2 separate regions of the Mus musculus genome follow, and region 1 is linked to region 2. Evidence: chromatin contacts called from public ChIA-PET data. All regions are on one chromosome and are shown on one strand. The core of a region is the stretch at or near the end of the contact, and the rest is flanking DNA. Distances in the headings are between cores, read along the strand shown. Region 1 holds the start of Amdhd1 (amidohydrolase domain containing 1). Region 2 holds the start of Nedd1 (neural precursor cell expressed, developmentally down-regulated gene 1).

Region 1 (5,118 bases), core at 610-3,109, 820 kb after region 2:
ATTTAGAGGAGGGCAAATTCAGGAAGAGAACAAGAAACTACATTTGAATTTTGAAAAAAATTGTATTCTGATTTTTGAATCCGGATAGCGTTTTATCTGGCCAAGTTCTATAAAATGCCCACTTTGCAGTAAATCCAGTGATGGAAAGGACCAGACAGGTTGGAAGCTGACCTATGAATGCAGGTTAAACACAAAGCCCTCACTTGGGACTCCCTACTTAGGAATTCCTCTTCTGTCAGAGGTTTGTCCTGGTTGACATGGAGCTGACTTAACCAGGAGCCACAGGGCAAAGGGCTCTGCGGAGAGCTGGAGGTTGAAGCACACACCACTTCATGTGTGCTGTTGGACTTTAAATGAGTTCAGGCCTACGATGGAGATCTCTGATGGCCTCAGCCTGTGTGGGATGACTCTGGGGGTGTGGGGTTCTCTTCAGGACCACATTAACCACACAGCTGTCCACCTTCTAAGAATGTGGGCTGTCATTCAGTGGTGGGTTTTGGAGTCATGTTTGAACAAAGTGCACATCCAGTAACATAATTACTCAAGGAAGCTAGAAACCACCTTCCAAAGGTGTTAGGAGTTTTGGCCCTTTAGAAACTATTAACATGGAATAGTGAGGCTTTACTGTTTACTACTAAGTGGGAAAAAGAATAAACTACAAAATAATACACATTCATTCCTTCTCTTTAAAAGGTGTGAGTGTTGACACATTTTTATTTACTTTAGAAAACAACCCCAAAGCAAAGCGCCTGTGTGTTAACCTTAGTTCCCTGATGCAGGGCTTGAGTGATTTTGCGGGTCAGCCGTAGGTTTGTTTGTTTTACGACATGGTCTCACTTGGCTGCCCTGGAATTACGTAGAGCAAGCTGACTTTGAATAGTCTACCCCTGCCTCCAGAGTGCTGGTATTAAAGACATGGCCACTATGCTGGACTACATAATGCACACCACAGGTGCTTTTTGAGGGGGGAAAAAAGATGTAATGTTAGTTTTATTTAAAAGTATTTTTTTAAAGAGGGGCATGTCTTTGATCCCAGCATTCGGGAAGCAGAGATGAGTGGAACTCTGTGAGTGAATTCGAGGCCAGTCTGGTCTACAAGAGTCCAGGACAGCCAGGGCTACACAGAGAAACCCTGTCCTTTTTTCTTTTTCTTTTCTTTCTTTCTTTCTTTCTTTCTTTCTTTCTTTCTTTCTTTCTTTCTTTCTTTCTTTCTTTCTTTCTTTCTTTCTTCCTTCCTTCCTTCCTTCCTTCCTTCCTTCCTTTCCTTCCTTCCTTCCTTCCTTCCTTCCTTCCTTCCTTCCTTCCTTCTTTCCTTTCTTTTCTTTCTTTCTTTTTTTAAGTTCTTGATTGTTTTTTGAAACAGGATCTCACATGCAAACTCTACATACAGTCAAGGATGGCCTTAGACTACAGACCTCACCTTCTGCCTCTTGGGTGCTGGGACTGCACACCTGGATCAATATCCGGGATTTTAGAGCAAAAAAGAGTCTACAGACTCTTCTGGAAACAACAAAGCAAACCCACCAGCCAGTACTTTAGAAGCTATAATGGGATCAATGATCAATGATCATAATGAAAGATGCCCTGAAGGTGTTTTGTTGGAGAAAGAGCTTTCGCTCCGGAACCCCATCTCGCCTGTCCCCAGCTACTGGCTACTCACGTGCCCACCACCACGCTGGCGCCCTCCAGCACCGCCAGGCTGCGCAGCGCAGACCCGGTCAGGAAGCGCTCGCCGCGGGCACACACCAGCACCACTTGCTGTGCGTTCTCCAGCAGGAGGCGGTGGCTGCTCGTCATTGTCGCTCTAGCCGCTGGCGGGCTGCGGAGGACAGGAGAGCCTGCGAGCTGTGGCTCCCGGGCAGGGCGGGGCGGGGCTGGGCAGCGTGGGGCGGGAGCTGGCCAGCAGCCAGTGACCGGGACAGGAGCAGTGCCAACCAGAGCGCCTGGAATAAAGTTGGAATAAACTTTATTGTGGACGCCAGTCTTTTCAGGTCTCCTTTCCAGGTTTGGAGTAAAGGAGGTGATGGTTATATCACCCCCTCCCCAACCCCTAACTTCTGGATTAAAAACAAAACAAAACTGAAATTTAGCCACCACCGGAAGTGATCAAGTTGGGCGAGGTAGATGCGGTGCAGTGGCCAAGTGAAGTGTTGTTGGGAAGGGCTCACACAGAGACGTCAGTGGTGTGTGTGTGTGTGTGTGTTACAGTGACAGAAACAGAGGCAGACACAGTGGGGTGTGTGTATGCGTGTGGTGTGAGTGTGCATGGTGTGTGTGTGTGTGTGTATGTATGTATGTGTGTGTGTTAGACACAGTGACAGAAACAGAGACAAAAACACACTGTGCCCTGGGAGCTGGAACTTGAACCTAGCAAACTTGCGCTGACAGGCGACAGGGGCACGGGGCAGAGGCTCACGGTGTCCGCGTGACCCTCCTAGCCTGGCTGCGGGTGCCACGCGTGTTCGGTTGGCCAGATCGGCGCTTGGGCCTGGTAGTAAGCGGTTCCCAGGATGAAGGGAGCCTGGAGCAGGGAAGGATGAAGCTGAGACACAGAGTATCAGTTTGGTGCCTCTGTCTGCTTTGTCCCGACCGCCTTCTTGAAGGATAGGTCTCAACAGTGATCCAGACTTGTTGAGGTAAAACCAGATTTGACCCGGGTGTCTGACACTCCCCCCCTCCTCCCGAGTGTGGTGGCTTTCACACACACCACTGCACTCAAGGTTGTAGACAGACAGTATCCAGATTGTTTAAAGAACTGGCAGGCAGGATTTGTAAAGAATACATACACACACACACACACACACACACACACACACACACACACACACATACACATATACACACACACATAAATTTTTTGAGATTACAATGACATCATTTCCTGATTTCCTCTTAAACCACCCTTGTTCTCTTTCAAATTCAAGACCTTTTCTATGGTGTGTGTGTGTCCCTAAATACATAAATACAGCCCACTTGGTCTGTATAATGCTATTTGTACATATGTGGTTTTAGGGCTTCCCCCCCCCTTGGTCTTTTTTCTCTTGTTGAGATAAGTCTCACTGTGTAGCCCTGGCTGTTCTGGAGCCCTTTATGTAGATCAGGATAGCCTTTTAATTCAGATCTCTCTCTCTCTCTCTCTCTCTCTCTCTCTCTCTCTCTCTCTCTCCCTGGTTCCCCACCCCCACTCACACACACACACACACACACACACACACACACTGCACATCAGTGCTGAGACTAAAGACTATATCACCCTTAAGTTATTTAGTTTCTATGGTATGTTTCCTAAAAAGATAAGAGATTTTCTTCCCTTGCCCAGGCCAACAAATACTACAAGAGATGGGGGTGGCAGGGTCAAGGACTGAAAACAATACCATAAAAGCAGGCTTACTCTGCAAATCACAAAGATAATTTTGGGTCACCTTATAGCCATTAATAAAACAGACAGTAAAAATAGCTTCCGACAGACTAGAAGCAAATGTCCTTTAGGTCCACACCATGTTCTATAAGAAAATAGAGATGGGGTAGAAAAAAACAAAACAAAAACAAAAGAAGGAAGTTATAAAATAATGTGAGTGAAAACCTCAACAGCTGCTCACAAAGCAGAAACACAACCACAAATGTCTGTGTACTGCCAAGAGAGAGAGAGAGAGAGAGAGAGAGAGAGAGAGAGAGAGAGATTAACCAGGGGTGGTAATAGAGCTATGTGAGTTTCAGTCTAGCCTGGTCTACACAGTGACTCACTGTCAAAGAAAAAAATTAAAAGAAGAAAGGGGGTGGGGTGTAGAAATGGCAGAGGGTAGAAACAGAGTCACTTATGGTTAGAGAATTTTTATACTCTAAAATTTTAGCTAACCTGTTAACTTTTGGCAGGCAAAGGTAATTGCAGGGATAAAAGATGGGTTCACACTGGGGTTCAACAAATGCCTACTTCTGTTAGTTCTCCCCTGACCTGTTCTCAGGAAATCAATTGAAAATTTCCCCGAGGCACGGTTGTCTTCGCCTTATATAGCCACGCTTGCTTGTAGTTTGTGGATTTGTTTGACCTTCAGATAAAACGTGGGTCACTCGGGCTAATACTCGCATGTAAAGGAACAGTGGACATAGCTATTTTAATGCTATTTTCCTTGATTGACAGTTAGCTTAGGGATCTGACTGGCTAAAGTACCAGTTTCTCCCCTGGCTTCATAGAATGTACCACACACTGTGCTTTTATGGTTTATATATTCCCAGGAAGCCTAAAAAGGAATTATCCTTCTTTTTCATGGGTAGTTATGTCAGTGGGTGGCCTGAACGCATCAGATTGACTGTCCAAGGAGGCGCTGCCTGAGAGCTGCTTGCAAACAAAAGGTACAGGAAGTATAGACACAGGAAGCTTTAGGACCAAAGACTTGATCGTGCATGCGTGAGGCTCAGCTGTTAAAGAGTCCTTATTGTTCTTCCAAGGAGCCAAGGTCAGATCCCAGAATCCACATTAGGCCACTCACAAGTGCCTGTAACCCTAACTCCAAGGAATCAGACACCCTCTACAGACACTTGACTCATATGTACACATACACACACCCCATTAAAAAAAAAGATTTATTTATTTATTTAGTCTATATGAGTAAACTGTAGCAGTACAGATGGTTGTGAGTCATCATGTGATTGCTGGGAATTGAACTCAGGACCTCTGCTTGCTCCGGCCCCTGTTCACTCCTGCCCAAAGATTTATTTATTATTATATTTAAGTACACTGTAACTGTCTTCAGACACACAAGAAGAAGGTGTCAGATCTCATTAGGGATGGTTGTGAGCCACCATGTGGTTGCTGGGATTTGAACTCAGGACCTTCAGAAGAGCAGTCAGTGCTCTTAACCCCTGAGCCATCCCTCCAGCACCCCCCCACACACACACACCATTTTAAAGCACCAAAATTCTTGGTACTCTCCAGCATCCTCCTAGCACAGCCTTTACACTCCTGCATCACCAGACTCACATCAGGACCCCCTCCCGCTGGCCTCCCTTTTCTTCTTGACCCTTTATTCTCAGTTAAGTTTTTCTTTTTTCTTTTTTTCCCCCTTCGGTTTACTGAACAGGCCATCAGAAAGGTCAGCAGAAAAGTCCACACAAAACAGC
Region 2 (5,505 bases), core at 413-2,912:
ACCCCTATCTCAGAAACAAAACAAACAAACAAAAACAGCAACAAAAAAGAGTACTATACTACTATCCAATTAACAAACTTGGTAATTCAATTTATCCTATTGCCTGTCTGAAGACATTAGATATATTAACAATGAGTTTGAATGAAGTGGGTTGCAACCGATATTTGTTTAGATAGAAATAAAATCAATGGAGAAAACTAAGGCACAAGCAGATGCTAGTTTTTAATTCCTGTGTGTGTGTGTGTGTGTGTGTGTGTGTGTGTGTGTGTGTGTGTGTTTAATCCATAGTGTTCCTGTGTGTGTGTGTGTGTGTGTGTGTGTGTTTAATCCATGGTAGCCACACAAAATATGTTTCTTTTTATAGGTCAACACAGTTTCATTGATACTTGAAGTCTAATAAAAAGTGGTTACTTTTTTTTTTTTTTTTTTGGTTTTTTGAGACAGGATTTCTCTGTATAGTCCTGCCTGTCCTGGAACTCACTCTGTAGACCAGGCTGGCCTTGAACTCAGAAATCCGCCTGCCTCTGCCTCCCGAGTGCTGGGATTAAAGGTGTGCGCCACCACGCCCTACTTTTTTTTTTTTTTTTTTTTTTTAAGGGATGCTACGGCAGCTACAACACACTGAATTGATTCCATCTGGTGACATAGGGGGCTGAATTTAACCAAGGTTAAAGGCCAACAGTGGTCAAAGACACGCCCCCACATCATCAACAAAAGCATCATACATATCTGGGTTCCAGAGGACAAACTAAAAAGCATAAGGCAGAAATCATTGAGTCTCAAGAGGAAAAATAAATAAATAAATAAAGTTTATGGAAAGGATTAAAACAGTTATTTGTTGTGCATATTTTTGGATACAGTAGTGTGTGGGGTGGTTCTGAGTTAGAAGGGACCCCTAGTAGGTGAGGCTAAAAACTTGCAGAGTCACCTGTTGAATTGTAGACAATGTTTCTATTTGGTGACTAAAACACTTACTCAATGCCCCTTGTTCCCCGGCCCATGGAAAAACACAGGGTAGAAAAGTTGAACTCTGAAGAACAGTAAACAGCTGCAAGCTGCTGCTACCCTAACCCCACACAAGGAGCCTACTGTGCAGTGTGGTGCAATGAGTGGATCAAGGCTCTTCAGAAGAGTTAAGCGACCCACACAGCTTCAGTGAGGCTGACTTCACGGAGACCTCTCACAGTCCCTTCGCTTGGCTTCTGGGCTCTGACATCAGTCCCCGGGAGAGGATCCCGGGAAAGAAGAGCGACAGCGACCAACTGCACTCTCTGCTCAAGAAGAGTTCTCGGGAGTTGCACCCCTAGCCCAGGGCGCCTGCGCTCAGCAGCTACGGGCGAGCCAGACCCGGGAGTCGGGGTGGACGAGCCGCTCGGGGCAGCTTGGCCCTTAAATCCGGGGCCCGCGACCCGGTCCTGTCCTGTCCTGTCCTGCCCGGTCCCCGGCCACTTTCCAGCGCGCGCGCGCGCCCGCTGCCGCCCAACGCAGGACCGAAGAGGCTGACCTCGGGGGTCCCCGGCCCAAGGCCACCGCGCTCACAGAGCCTCCCTGTCAGGCGGAACCTCACCTCTCAAGCGTGGGGCCACAGGGGAGGCCCAGCTCCACCCGTTCCTCGCTGCGCTTCCGGCTCCCGCCTGGACTGTTAAACTTGGGCGGCCGGAAGTCCCGCCTCGCATGACGTCACGGGAAAGGCGGTGCCCCGAGCGCTCAGCCCGCGGGGGTGCTGGGTGGCCTCCCACCCTGGGGCGGTGCAGAGGAAGATATCCTAGCCTGTAGCTACTGCTCCTTTATCACTCATTTGTTTGCTGGCTACTGTGTGCCAGGCGCTGAGTTAGGCTGTGGGTGTGCACTTACTGTGTTTAGCTTGAAGGGACAAGAGGTCAGTCAACACGCAGGTTCCCTAGCCTGCTGGAGATTACAGTCTAGTTAGGAAGTTAATATTAACACTTCTGTAGGGAAAGGGAAGGCAAGAATAAAATGCCAGGCAGTGGCGGTGCACACCTTTAATCCCAGCACTAGGGAGGCAGAAGCAGGCAGACTGCTGAGTTCTAAGCCAGCCTGGTCTACAGAGTGAGTTCCGGGACAGCCAGGGACTACACAGAGAACCTCTGTCTTGAACAAAACAAAACAGAAGAATAAAAGATGGGGAATTCACGGGCAACTCTCAGTTCCCACAAAAAAAGGTGTCACAGTTATCACAAAGAAGAACGCTCATAATAAAGGCAATTAACATGGTTGGTTTAGGAGAGGATTACTTGAGAGGAAGCCAAGAAAAGCTGCAGGTTAAACATCTAACTTCAAAGGGGTGTGGTGGTACAAGCCTTTAATCCTAGCACTCAGGAGGCAAAGGCAATGGGATCTCTGTGAGTTCAAATCCATCCTGGTCTACTGAACGAGTTCCAGGACGGTTATACAAAGAAACTCAGTTTCAAAGAGGGGAGGGAATGGAGAGGAAATTGTGGCAGGAGTGGGAGAAGGAAAGGAGGGGAAGAGAAAGGAAGGGGTGGGAGGGAAAAGGAGGAAAGCAGAGGAGAGGAACATCTAACCCAAAACGAACCCTAACCCTGAGAACAAACCCAGTAGTGACTTCAGCCTCTGAGCTAGCCATCTTCACATCCGCAGCTTCACATGCTGCTGTTCAGGTACATGAACACCAACTCAGTGGTTTTTTGGTTTTTTTGTTTTTGAAGGAAATGTATTTCATGGTAGAAAGGGGCCAATGAACTGAGTTTTCCCAACATTCCTGCTAAAAGATTGCTCTGTTGAGAGTTCTTACTTCCATCACTGATAGCATGTTCCTATGGAAAGTGTTGCTCCTTTGTCCCAGGTGCACACCGGATGTGTTTCTCAACTGGATACATAATGTCCCAGTTATCTGAACCCATATCAAAAACAACTGGAAACCTAAGAAGTGCCAATCCCCACCTCCCCTAGGAGAAAAAGAAGTCTCTCCAGCTTCTGGAAGCTGGTGAGGAACAACCATAAAATGAAGACGGGGAGCAAGCAGTATATGCCTTGTGTAATCTGCAGCTGCTTTTGGTGTTATTAGCTGATTTTTTTTCCTGGAATTTGGCCTAAAATGCTGAGATCTAAGTAGGGAGAACTGGAACACATGAAGAAAAGAATGCTTGAAGCAGAAAACACAACTCTCTAACACTGAAACCAGCAAGAAAGCTTAAGACTGGATTATGTGGTGGGGGGAAAAGGTAGACACTAAGACTATTCCTGCATTAAAAGTGAGATGTTTCATAACAATAAAAGTAAATAAACTGGGCACAATAGCTCACTCTAGTAATCCCAACACCCAGGAAACTGGGGCAGAAGTATTGGTATGAGTTTAATGCAAGACATTAACTGAAAACAAAAGTTGTTTTGTTTTGTTTTGTTTTGTTTTGTTTTTTGTTTTGTTTTGTTTTGTTTTTAGCAAGGGCTCTTACAGGAACAGAACTGACGATATTTATAGAAAATCTTATTTGAGTGGCTTATAGGCTGCACTGGCTAGTTTTGTGTCAACTTGACACAGGCTGGAGTTATCACAGAGAAAGGAGCTTCAGTTGGGGAAGTGCCTCCACGAGATCCAGCTGTAAGGCATTTTCTCAATTAGTGATCAAGGGGGAAAGGCCCCTTTTGGGTGAGACCATCTCTGAGCTGGTAGTTTTGGTTCTATAAGAGAGCAGGTTGAGCAAGCCAGGGGAAGCAAGCCAGTAAGGAACATCCCTCCATGGCCTCTGCATCAGCTCCAGCTTCCTAACCTGCTTGAGTTCCAGTCCTGACTTCCTTGGTGATGAATTAGCAGTATGGAAGTGTAAGCCGAATAAACCCTTTCCTCCCCAACTTGCTTCTTGGTCATGATGTTTATGCAGGAATAGAAACCCTGACTAAGACACAGGCCATAGTCCAGCTAATCTGACAATGGAAAGTCCCAGAATTCAGTAGCTGTTTAGTACATACTGCTTGATGTTTCAGCCAGTCTTGAATATATGTCAGAATCCTGAAGAAGCAGGCTCTACTACTAGTGAAGGAATGAACTTGCCAGTAGAGTGAGGGCAAGCAGGCAAAGAGCAAAAGCATTTGTCTGCTTAAACAACAAGCTTGTTCCTTTCCTGGGCTTCCAGGAGAAGGTGTGGCCCAGATTTAGGGTGTGTCCTCTGAGATCTAGTGATTCTGATTTAAGGTGGTCTTGTGACCTCAAGTGATCTGGATTTAAAGGTGGGTGGGTCTCCCTACTTCAAAAGATCCCTCATAGATGTGCCCCAATGGCTTCAGTTTTTAGTTCATTCCAGATATAGTCAAGTTGACAACCGATAGCCATCACAGGGGCATATCCGCCATTCCTGTTGAAAATTTCAACAGAATTCATTCTTATCTGGGGGAGGGGGAACCACAGGAGTAATGTAGAAAGTTGGGATACTTCCAAATATCTGCATTCACAGAGGACTCTACCCTCCCCCAACTATTGCAAGATTACCATTCTCTTCAGCAACATATCTGTAAACAAAAGGATGAAAAATGAAGCAAGTTGTAATAGGTTTTGAAAAGAATGTGTCTTACAGACCAGGTTTTCTAATCCTAAAAATGCTAAACATAAATAGAATATAATAAAGAAACTAGTGAAAGACCCACAAGTGAGGACTCCCCCATGTTCTGACACAGGAGAGGCAACACCCCAAATCACTCACAAGAAACGGCCTTGATGCAAACCGCAAGAGGACTTTTTATTCCAGGAGCGCTCAGGGGCCCTCAGTCATACACCATGCAGGGGTAGAGGACTGTGGACCCCGAGTAGCTGGGAAAGGGGTTATTTAAAGGAAAAATACACAACCCAAGGGGGTAAGGAGGGCATTATTAGAAAATGCCAAACATACCAGTGAAAAATCACACGGGGGTACTAAAAATCACAAGGAGAAACTCCCTGCTTCTCAAGATTGTTATCAAGATTTTAATCTAACTTTTGTGGTTGTCGAGTTCCTGGAACAGAGTCACTGAACTGGCTAACCTACATTCTCAGTGCAAGGGGGTCTGAATTTTTCCTGGCCTTTCAGCTCCTCACATCTTCTAGTGCCTAGTTCTAATCATAGAACTAGACTAGAGAAGTTCCAAACATCTGAGAATTAAACAACTGTAAGTCCTAGACAATCCTAGATCAAACTAAAAATAAATCACACACACAAAAAAACATTTAACCAAATGACAAATAAAATATAGCCTAAAGATCAATGTAGGTTTGGTGATGTACATCAGCAATTTCAGGCTGAGGCAGGAGGATGGCAAGCAAGAAATCCAAGCTTAAGGCTAGCCTAAGCAGCTCTTGAGTTCTAGCATAAGAAATGATACCAATAAACACAATCATTAGGAAGAAGTCCAGGGAATACCCTAATCTTATTTGTTAAAGACAATATGACTCAGGTTTTAACAATTAGAAAAAAAACATTAAAAGAAACAACTATAAACTCATACCCCTTTATATATAAAACGTGTATGTCTACATGAAAATAAATTCAATAT

Evidence for each region. ChIA-PET counts read pairs in DNA pulled down with a chosen protein or histone mark.
Region 1: an RNA polymerase II ChIA-PET map of memory CD8 T cells shows a contact between it and region 2, with 10 read pairs. The contact joins the promoter of Amdhd1 here to the promoter of Nedd1 in region 2. A contact is called at or near these places in 1 of 484 Hi-C or Micro-C datasets (B cells) and 2 of 115 datasets of contacts at active chromatin or transcription factors (large pre-B cells and memory CD8 T cells).

Annotation. Positions count from the first base shown.
Region 1 is chr10:93,538,174-93,543,291 of GRCm38.p6, forward strand. Amdhd1 (amidohydrolase domain containing 1) reads right to left here and starts at 1,860. Exons shown (of 9, transcript NM_027908.1): 1 at 1,661-1,860. The coding sequence starts at 1,797. Ccdc38 (coiled-coil domain containing 38) reads left to right here and starts at 2,459. Exons shown (of 16, transcript NM_175488.6): 1 at 2,459-2,636.
Region 2 is chr10:92,720,756-92,726,260 of GRCm38.p6, forward strand. Nedd1 (neural precursor cell expressed, developmentally down-regulated gene 1) reads right to left here and starts at 1,663. Exons shown (of 15, transcript NM_008682.2): 1 at 1,568-1,663.